3 separate regions of the Sus scrofa genome follow, and all the other regions are linked to region 2. A link is a contact called in public Hi-C and HiChIP or PLAC-seq data. All regions are on one chromosome and are shown on one strand. Each heading gives the region's core, a stretch centred on a gene start, on an enhancer-like site or on the middle of the called end of the contact. The rest is flanking DNA. Distances are from core to core; before and after follow the strand shown. Region 1 holds the start of NFKBID (NF-kappa-B inhibitor delta). Region 2 holds the start of KMT2B (histone-lysine N-methyltransferase 2B). Region 3 holds the start of APLP1 (amyloid-like protein 1).

Evidence for each region. A called contact is a pair of places that touch in the nucleus more often than the background predicts. HiChIP or PLAC-seq counts read pairs in DNA pulled down with a chosen protein or histone mark.
Region 1: a Hi-C map of epiblast stem cells shows a contact between it and region 2, with 1.6 times the contacts expected there. The contact joins the promoter of NFKBID here to the promoter of KMT2B in region 2. A contact is called at or near these places in 1 of 5 promoter capture datasets (liver), 3 of 47 Hi-C or Micro-C datasets (epiblast stem cells, heart right ventricle and liver) and 1 of 2 datasets of contacts at active chromatin or transcription factors (alveolar macrophages).
Region 3: a contact with region 2 is called in an H3K27ac HiChIP or PLAC-seq map of alveolar macrophages. The contact joins the promoter of APLP1 here to the promoter of KMT2B in region 2. A contact is called at or near these places in 1 of 5 promoter capture datasets (liver) and 1 of 2 datasets of contacts at active chromatin or transcription factors (alveolar macrophages).

Annotation. Positions count from the first base shown.
Region 1 is chr6:45,305,774-45,308,806 of Sscrofa11.1, forward strand. NFKBID (NF-kappa-B inhibitor delta) reads right to left here and starts at 1,698. Exons shown (of 12, transcript XM_021097180.1): 1 at 1,142-1,698. It overlaps HCST (hematopoietic cell signal transducer), which reads left to right and starts at 1,763. Exons shown (of 4, transcript NM_214142.1): 1 at 1,763-1,903; 2 at 2,285-2,308; 3 at 2,761-2,892. The coding sequence starts at 1,861.
Region 2 is chr6:45,145,583-45,148,706 of Sscrofa11.1, forward strand. KMT2B (histone-lysine N-methyltransferase 2B) reads left to right here and starts at 1,281. Exons shown (of 38, transcript XM_003127067.5): 1 at 1,281-1,643; 2 at 2,757-2,829; 3 at 3,063-3,124. The coding sequence starts at 1,281. ZBTB32 (zinc finger and BTB domain-containing protein 32) reads left to right here. Exons shown (of 5, transcript XM_021097176.1): 5 at 1-321. The coding sequence ends at 4.
Region 3 is chr6:45,284,317-45,287,553 of Sscrofa11.1, forward strand. It overlaps APLP1 (amyloid-like protein 1), which reads left to right and starts at 1,382. Exons shown (of 17, transcript XM_021097132.1): 1 at 1,382-1,668; 2 at 2,560-2,703. The coding sequence starts at 1,540.

The sequences.
Region 1 (3,033 bases), core at 448-2,947, 160 kb after region 2:
GTCATGGCCATTGTGAATCCCTGTGGCCTGGCGCTGGGCCTTCCACACCCAGACCTTGGCGGATTTTAAACAACCACGCCCCCAACGACTCAATCCAACCTCTCTTTCTGGAGCATGGAGTTCAGACCCTCACCCCCTCTTCCCAGGACCCAGGGGTCCCGGCTCCCTGCGCTTTCCCCCCGGGACCTAGGATTCCAAATCCCAGTCCTTTACCCCTCGGGACTCAAGGGTCCGAAATCCCAGCCGCTCCGTCATCACAACCCAGGAGTCTGGGCCCTCTGCCCCCTCCAAACGCGGGTTACCCTCGCTCTCAGCTTGATGCTTGACCCTTTACTCTTGATGCTCCAGCTCTGTCTCTCGGAGCCTCAAAAGTGCCCCCCGGCCCCGGCCCCTCTGTTAGGGACCGAGCGTGCTTCCCCCCACCCCCCACACTTTCCATTACCTCGGGGATTCCGTGGCGCGGATTGCGGGCCCCCAGGGCCCCGGCCTCGGCGCTGCGCCAGCCTCGCTGTTTCCCCGCGGAGCCGCCGCTGGGTCCCCGATCTTGCGTCGGGTCCCCCGCGAGTTTTTAAACTGAAGTTCTGGCACCGCCCAGTCCTGGGCAGGGCCCCGCCTACAAGCCTGGGGAGTCCCCGCGCGGCGCTAGCGCAAACCTGGTCTCTGAATGGGCGGGGCTTTGAGGGCCTGACTCCGAAGTCTCCCCGGAAAGAGATTTGGGAGCCCCATCTTTGGTCGGAGGGAGAAGACTCCCGGGCCCTGGGCTGGAGGCACAGGGTGGAGGGGGTGGTGCCCGTATTACTGAGCCCTGAGGGAGCAGGGAGCTGGAGGTTCTGAACTCCCTCATCCGAGGGGAGGAAAGGTCTGGAAGAAAGTGATGTAGGTGGACTCCAGTTTCTCCCTCTTCATTTTTTCAGAGATCAGCTCTCATTTATTCATTCATCTTTGAAAATAATTTTTTACTGCAAGTGGGGTGCTTTGCTGGGTGCGGTGGTATAGGTGTGAGCTAAGCAGGCGGGAATTCCCAGCCCTCAAGCAGCCTGACATTCCAGTGGGAGGCTCATTCTCAGTTCCCATCTCGGTGACCAAGTAAATCACATTTGTCCCCTGCTTTCAAGACTCCGTGTTCTCCTGGTTCTCTTACCTCACTCGCTGCTCCTGTTCTGGCTGTTTCTTCCTCTTCACTCATTCTTGGTGTTGGGGGGAGGTGGTGTGTTGGGTGTTGCTCCTCTATCTGGACTCACTTCCTCGATGATCTCATCCTGCCGCATGGCTCTCAGTACCATCCCTAAGGCACCGACCCCTAAATTTACATCTCCAGACCAGACTTAGCCCATGAACTCAGAGGCAGGCAGCTCTGGTGGTTCAGCTTCTCCACAGGGGGACCTATCAGGCATTTCCAACTCAGTGTGCCCACACCCCAGCCTGTTTCCCCTAAACCTGCTCCTCCTCCTTCTCCATCCCGCCAAAGGATGCTCTGCCTTTTCAGTTGCCCAAGCCAGAAGTTTGGTCATCCTGGACCCCTCTGTCTCTCTCATATGCACTCATATCTACTCCATCAGGAAGTTTTGTTGGCTCTACCTCCGAAATCTTTCCAGAATCTCCTCGGTGCCCACAACCTGGTTTCCCTGTCACCTCCCACCTGGACAATCATAGTAGCCTCCTAGTCTCTCTGACCGCCCCCCAACCCCAGTTGTCCTGTTAGACAGTCACAGGGATCTACCACCTCTCTTCCTCCCACTTACACAGGAAGCAGATTGCCTTGCCACCAGCAGAGTGACATCCGCTATTGCTGCCTCTCTACTCCCCCCACTGTTCCTCAGGACTTCTGTGGACCAGAACCCTTCCCGCCCCCAGCCCACCATGGCCCCTCCAGGCGGCATCCTGTTCCTGCTTTTGCTCCCAGGTGAAGCCAGTGGTCGGGGCGGGGGGGCCGGGCTGTGTGTTAGGCAAGTTTTGTAAAAGGGACAGCTTGGGTGGCATCTGAAGTGAGGGGTGCTAAGGGCAGGTCCTTCTCCCAGCACCCCCCTCCCATGTAGGCTTCTGGGCCTGGTGCTTTGGGGAGGGAAGCTGGGTTTGGAATGGCCACCTGTTCTTCTTCTTCTCACTGCTGAGTTTCCGTCTCTACTTCTGGGTTTCTGTCTCTCTGTGTCTCGGGGGGCTCCCCTCCCGTTTGGCCCCTCTTTCGCATTGCATCTCTCCAGAGTGGACATTACTTCTGAAGACATCACCTTTTCCTTTGGGAACCTCCTCTCCCTGCTGATCTATCTTCCCTATCCTTCCACAGTGGCTGCAGCGCAGGTGACCTCAGGTGAGAAATCAACACCCCTTTCCCTTTGTGGAGCAGCGACTTCAGGTACTGCTTCCCTCCCCCCGCTGCCCCAAAGTGTGGCCTGACATTCCTGGAACACCCCCAGCGGCTCTCCAGGTCACCATCTGACCTCCCATCCCCAAATCGGAGGCTCCAAAGGACCCACAGCCCTCTCTGGAACTCCATCTCACCATTCTCATCACCAAACAGAAGACCCAGGGACCCAGCCACCCCACCCCCCGAGGCCTATCTTCAGGGGTATCCACCATGCCCAGAGCACAGCCCCTGGGGCCTTGGGACACATCAGCCTGTCTCTGGATCTCCCCTCATTCCCCAGGGAATCTGGGCCACCCAACTCCAAAGGGACTTACTTTGCCCCAAGCCCAGCCACGAGTGTCTGGAACCACACCCTCCCCGCCAGCCACCTTCTCATCTCGGCCCCAACCCTTCAGGTTCCTGTTCCGGATGTGGGCCCCTCTCCCTGCCACTCCTAGCAGGCCTCGTGGCCGCTGATGCAGTTGTGTCACTGTTAATCGTGGTGGGGGTATTTGTGTGCGGACGCCCACGCAGCAGGCCCACCCAAGGTGAGGGCAGGGACGGGCTGGGCCTGAAGAGGGTTGGTGTCCCTAGGGAGGGGGGTCCCCAGGGCGGGGGCCCCAGGGCAAGCCCTGGAGGTTCTGGGGAAACCCTGGGGGCGGTGCTTGGGGGAACTCCTGAGGAAACCC
Region 2 (3,124 bases), core at 31-2,530:
CTGACGGATTGTCAGCAGCTTCTTTGGCTTCAGTTAAATGTACAATTAAAGAATGTAAGACAGGACGGGTGGGCCAGCTGGGCGTCTGACCCCGCACCGCGGCTACGGCTGAGCCTACCAAACTCAGCTAGCTCCAAGAAGCGCCGCAAGAGGGGCGCCGAGAGCTCTCTCTCGGTTGACTGCGGATCGCAGAAGCCCGGGCTGGCGAACCTGTGTTGAGTGACGGCAGTGAAGTTTGCATGAGTGAAAGTTAACTGTGCGGGGACTGGCGGTTTCATCACCAAAATAAAGAGTTTCTTGTGCCCCCCCCAGGACCATAAAGCCGAGTCCAGACTTTAGTCTGCCCGCGGTGAGCAACCTTGCCCCTGGTCCTGCAGCGACCCCTGGTGGCTCATCGCGGCAGCCACCGCCCCGTCTCCCGGGGCTCTCTGTCCTCCTCCGGAAGCAGCGGGACGCGAGGACTCGGTGTCTTGACCGACTTAGCAGCAAGCCCTGTGGGGGGAGGCTGTGAGAACACAAGTTACTCGTCCCTTCTACAGCAAGCAGTGGCACGCGAAGTCTGAGTCTGGGCCTCCTGGCCCGGGAGTTCGAAAGGAACGTGTTTCTGCCCTGCTTTCGGCTACCCGCCTCCTTTTCTTGAGCACAAGGGCCAAACGGCCGCACGACCTCCCCAGCATCTCTGCTGCGGGGTCGAGCCCGGAACTGAGACTAACCCTTTGCCCCCGCCCCTAATCCAGCCCACGCCTCTTACAGTCGCGAACTTCACTTCCCAGCGTCTCTGGGGTTCCCAGGGTCTGAAGCCCACTGCACCCTGGGAGTGGTAGTTCATATGGGTCTCTGGCCTAGGCAAGAACAATGGGAGGAGTCTGGGATGAGAACCACACCTCCCGGCAGCAGAGGATGCTGGCTTTCTGGGTCCGGCCAGGACCCCGTAGTCCCAGCTCTCGCGGCCCTAGCTCTCCGCGGAAGGAGCGAGGTGGTCGGACTACATTTCCCTGAGACCTCTGCGCCTCACCCTCTCCCGCCGCGACGCGGGGGTCTGTGCTCTTCAGGTGCGGTTTAAAAGTGACGGCCAGCCGGCCGGCCTCGGACTCCCGCTCCCGTGGTGCCCCGCGCGTGGCCGGCCCAGCCCCCGGCTCCTGCCGGCCGGGCGGCGGCGCTGGTTGTTGTCGTGAGCCGCGGCCGCCCCGCCCCTCCTCTGCTTTCCCCCCCGCCCCGACACGAGCCCTGCGCACGGGCCGCCCCTCCCCCGCCTCCCCGGCCCCTCTCACGGTGCCAAGATGGCGGCGGCGGCGGGCGGCGGCAGTTGCCCCGGGCCTGGCTCCGCGCGGGGCCGCTTCCCAGGCCGGCCGCGGGGCTCCGGCGGGGGCGGGGGCCGCGGCGGACGGGGCAGCGGGGCCGAGAGAGTGCGGGTAGCTCTGCGGCGCGGCGGCGGCGCGGCAGGGCCGGGCGGAGCCGAGCCCGGGGAGGACACGGCCCTGCTCCGTTTGCTGGGGCTCCGCCGGGGCCTGCGCCGGCTCCGCCGCCTGTGGGCTGGCCCGCGCGTTCAGCGGGGCCGGGGCCGGGGCCGAGGCCGCGGCTGGGGCCCGAGCCGGGGCTGCCTGCTGGAGGAGGAGAGCAGTGACGGGGAGTCCGACGATGAGGTGAGGCAGTCGGAGGCGTCCCCAGCGCCTGGCGGGCGGAGGCCGGGGGCTTCCAGGGGTCTGGGTGGTCCTGAGGGGTGGTGTGGGGAAGCGGGATCCTCAGGACTCTGAGGAGGGAAAGGGCCTTAGAAATAGGCATGGGAGGAGATCGGCTGCACGGAGCTGTCGATGGAAGGGGCCTCTGAAAGTGCATAGAGAAGCTCGGGCTGCAGCTTACACTTGGGCCCGAGGCGGGTCCTGCAGAAGTGCCCTGGGCTGCTCCTTCTTGGTAGTTGGCAAAGCTAGGGCAGGTGAGGTTTGGGCGAGGAGGCTGTAGGAACTGCATGCCCAACCAGTGGTGGTTGACAGCAGCAGCGTGGCTTTACTGGACCCAGGCTGGGGCTCTCTGGGCTCCTACCTGCCGGGTGCCCCGCCCAGCCTCAAAACCTCGGACACATCCCTGATTTCACTAGTGCCCCGATTCCTCTTCTGACCTAAAGTGGAGCGAAGGTAGAATGGTGAAGAGCTTTCTCTTGGGGGCACAGGTTGCAGAGAAATGGAGTGAAGACTGAGAGTGAGCACTCTAGCAGGTTTGAGTTTAATTCAGGGTTTATCACTAGCCTTTGAGAAAAGGCAGGAAGGTATGGGTTGTGTTACTTAGGACAGTTTGTGGCGTTCGGAGCATATAATATGAGAAACCACTTGTTACACACATGGACACCTCACTTGGGTGCCCCAGTTCCCATTTTCATTCAAAAAGAAACTGTAGCTTTAGAGGGTGAACAGAGGTCCCACTTTTTTCCCCAAGTTGGGGTATGAGGGAATCTGAGGGTTGTGCTTACTACCTGACCTGAGAAGACACTGTTCTATTCCCTTTGGGCCAGTGAACCACTGATGGCTCTGCTGGTGTGGTCTGGAACCCGGGATGAAGGCTCACAATATTCTCTACCTCCATCCTTAAGAAGAGATCGTGTTTTCTCTTCCCCTCACCTTTGAGCCTCGTTAGTTCTTTTGTAAATAGGGACACGTTAAGGGGGAAGCTGGGGATATTCCTCAATACCTGAGTTTCAGGTGAAACGAGGGCTTTGGCACTGACTGCTGTTTCTCCCCTCCACCCCTGGTCCCCTAAATCAGGAGTTTCAGGGTTTTCATTCAGATGAAGATGTGGCCCCCAGTTCCCTGCGCTCTGCGCTCCGATCCCAGCGAGGTGAGTGATGGGGAAACTCTACCTCTGTAGCTTTACAGGAATGTTACTCTTGCTCTTCATGTCAGCTCTTCCCTGCTCAACTAGAGTCTCCACCAATTACCAAGTGTGTTCTGTGTTCAAAGCCCAAGCTAGACTGGCTGTGGGGGAAACAGACTTAGTCCCTGCCCTCCTGGAGTCTTCCTCAGTCCTCAGGGCTAGCTTGACCCATCTCCCCACACCTATTCTCCTTTTAGGTCGAGCCCCCCGAGGTCGGGGCCGCAAGCATAAGACGACCCCCCTTCCGCCTCCTCGCCTA
Region 3 (3,237 bases), core at 132-2,631, 140 kb after region 2:
CCCCTAAGCAGCTCAGGGAAGACAGAAGTCTACCCTGTATTTTGAGGAGACAAAACAGTGAGTCCTGAAGGAGAGGCAGTGAAGAAGAGGCTAAGGGTGGGAAAATAGAAATGCCCTGATCTAGGAGGTTCCCACTGTGGCTCAGTGGTAATGAACCCAACTAGTATGCATGAGGATGTGTGTTCCAACCCTGGTCTCCCTCAGTGGGTTAAGGATTCAGCGTTGTTGTGAGCTTCGGCGCAGGTCACAGATGAAGCTCAGATCTGGCATTGGTATGGCTATGGCATAGGCTGGCAGCTGGAGCTCCAATTCAACCCTTAACCCGGGAAATTCCATATGCCGCAGGTGTGGCCTTAAAATGGGGGGGGGGTGCTTGGGCTGTGGGATGGAAATCCTGTGAAATCAGATTGTTATGATCATTATACAACTACAGATGTGATAAATTCATTTGAGTAATAAAAAAAATAAAGTAAAAAAAGGGGGGGGGGGAAAAGAAAGAAATGCCCTGATCTACAGAGCAAAGATGGGGAGTCTATGCCCTTATCCTGAGGTGCAGGGTATCTGACTCAGCTCATCCTTTAGGAAAGGGCCTGGGGGCTTTGGTTCATGTATCCTTGATGTTGGAATTAAAGGTCTAGATGCCTGGGGCTCCTGGGAAGCAGAGCAGAAGGCCTGGGCTTTTGGGTCTTAAGGAGAAAGGGCTGAGGGCTTGGTCTCTGGGCTGAGAGAGAAGATATCTGGGACCCAGAGCCCTGGATTCTGAGAGAGTAGGAGACTGGGTCTTAACTGCTGCGTTTGTTTGTTGCTTCCTTAGGGCCGCGCCCACAGCATATACAAGTTCCCATGCTAATGGTCAAATAAGAGCTGCGGCTGCTTTCTTACACCACAGCCACAGCAGTGCGGGATCCGAGCTGCGTCCGTGACCTACACCGCAGCTCGCGGCAATGCCTGATCCTCAACCCACTGAGTAAGGCCAGGGATTGAACCCGAATTCTCATGGATACTAGTCGGATTCATTACCACTGCGCCACAGCAGGAACTCCCATCAACTACTGTGTTCTTGATTGGGGGAATTTTGGAGGCTTGTACTCCTGGGATCTGAAGGGAGGATTTGGAGGTAGGGACGCAGGTTTTCAATGCTGGGATCCCTGGAAGAGAAGGAAAATGGAGCCGAGGGAGAAGAAAACTGAGGGTGAAGGTCTTGAGGGAAAACTCAAAATCCACAACTACAAAGCCGGCGATCCACACTCCTGGCTAGGCCCTTACATGAGGTGGGATGCCTGGACTCTCAAGGGGGCGGAGGCGGGGCCCAGGCTTCCACCCTGGGCTTCCGAGCGGCTCCTCTCTGCGCAGAGCTGCCACGCTATTGTCCTCACAAGGAAGGCGGGGCCGGCGCGGGGCGGGGCTGGCGGCGCCGGCGCAGCCCGGGGGCGGCGGGAGGAGGAGGCGGCGGCCGTGGCGCTGGGAGCTCCTGTCACCGCTGGGGCCTGGCTGGGCCGGGCGGGAGTGCAGGGGACGTGAGGGCGCGAGGGCCGGGACATGGGGCCCGCCAGCCCCGCCGCTCGCGGTCTGGGCCCGCTGCCCTTGTTGCTGCCACTATTGCTGCTGCTTTTGCGCGCGCAGCTCGCCGTCGGGAGCCTGGCCGGTGGAAGCCCCAGCGCAGCAGAGGTGAGGCCCGGCGGGGTCCTAGGGGATGGGGGAAGGGGCGGGACTGGGCCTCTAGACTCCGACGCAGACAGGTCCAGAACAGAAAGCGCAGTCTTTCCAGCCAGGCAGCCGGCCCCCTGGGGCCCCTAACGGCACCAAGGCATTCGGAAACCCAGCAGTTCAGGCTCTTATCTCCCTCATCATCTGTGGTCCCAGCCCTCTCCTAGCCACAGCATAGGAGCCCCTGGTCCCAGAAGTCCAGCCCTATCAGACCCTCTCGACCAAGGTGACTCAGCCCCAGCCCCTTCCACCTGAACAGGACCCACCAGGCAGCAAGGCACCTAGAGCCAAGAATTGGCCCCTTGCATCCTCTAGACCCATACGAGGGCTCCCACAATCTTCCCAGTACTCAGGAGTCTAGGCCTCCAGCCACCGCCCCCTAACCCAGGATGTAGCTCTCCATCCCTCAAGGACTTGGTGTCCAGGCCTGCAGGGCTCTGAAGCCAGGCCTTGTGGTCTTTGCACCCAAGAATGGGAGCCTGAGCTAAGGATGGAGGGAGGAGAGGCCAGAACGCCTGGGTTCTGGCCTCCTCCCCCGCCATTCAAGTTTAACCCCTTCAGGCTCTTGTGCGGCTGCGCTGGGGTGAGGGCGGAGCCTGTCTCCGAGGCAACAAGGCCGGGAGAATCCCAGGGGACCCGGGTCGCCGTAGCAACGGCGGAGTCGGTGCGCCCCCGCCCTGTGGGAGCTGTTTCCCGGGGAACCGAACCTCTACGGAGGAGGGTGCGAGGTGCTTGGTGGAGGGGGCTGGTGCTTGGGGTCTGAACAACCTTGTGGTAGGGAGCAAAAGACCAGGAGACACCGCATGCCAGTGTCCTCCGTGGCTTCGCTGACCCCTCCGCCACCACCCTCAGGCTCCAGGGTCGGCCCAGGTGGCTGGACTATGCGGGCGCCCAACCCTTCACCGGGACCTGCGCACCGGCCGCTGGGAACCAGACCCACAGCTCTCGCGACGCTGTCTCCGGGACCCGCAGCGCGTGCTGGAGTACTGCAGACAGGTAGGCGGGACCTACTGAGAGGGGCGTGGCCCGCAGGGAAGCAGGTCTACCTTGGGGCCCGATTGCCCACAAGAAGCTAGTCGAGCAAAGACAAGGTCCAGGAAAACAAAGGATCCAAGAAGGCATTCGAAGCTAGGGGATTTGGCTGGCAAAGAGGCGAAGTGAGGACAGGACCTATTTTTGAGAAAGTAGGTCAGGAAAGGGGAAGAACTGTGTGAAGACAACCAGCTAAGAAAAGTGTCCAGTGAAGAGACCAGAGTTTAGAATACAGGGTGGACTCCTTAGAGAGCCAGGGTATAGGGGGGCGTGGCCACGGAAGAGGCAGGGCTAAGACTAAAAGACCTCAAGGACCTGGGCATCAGGGAATGGGGTGGAGACCAAATGGGAGAGTGGAAAGCTAGGAGGCGTGGCTATGAAAAGACAGGTCTAACACAAAGAGAAGGGATACTTACTGAGAGGCCAGAGAGAGGCAAGGCTTAAAGAGGTGGATCTATAGAGAGATGAACCTGATTGAGGGAGGGCGCAGAGGCGACT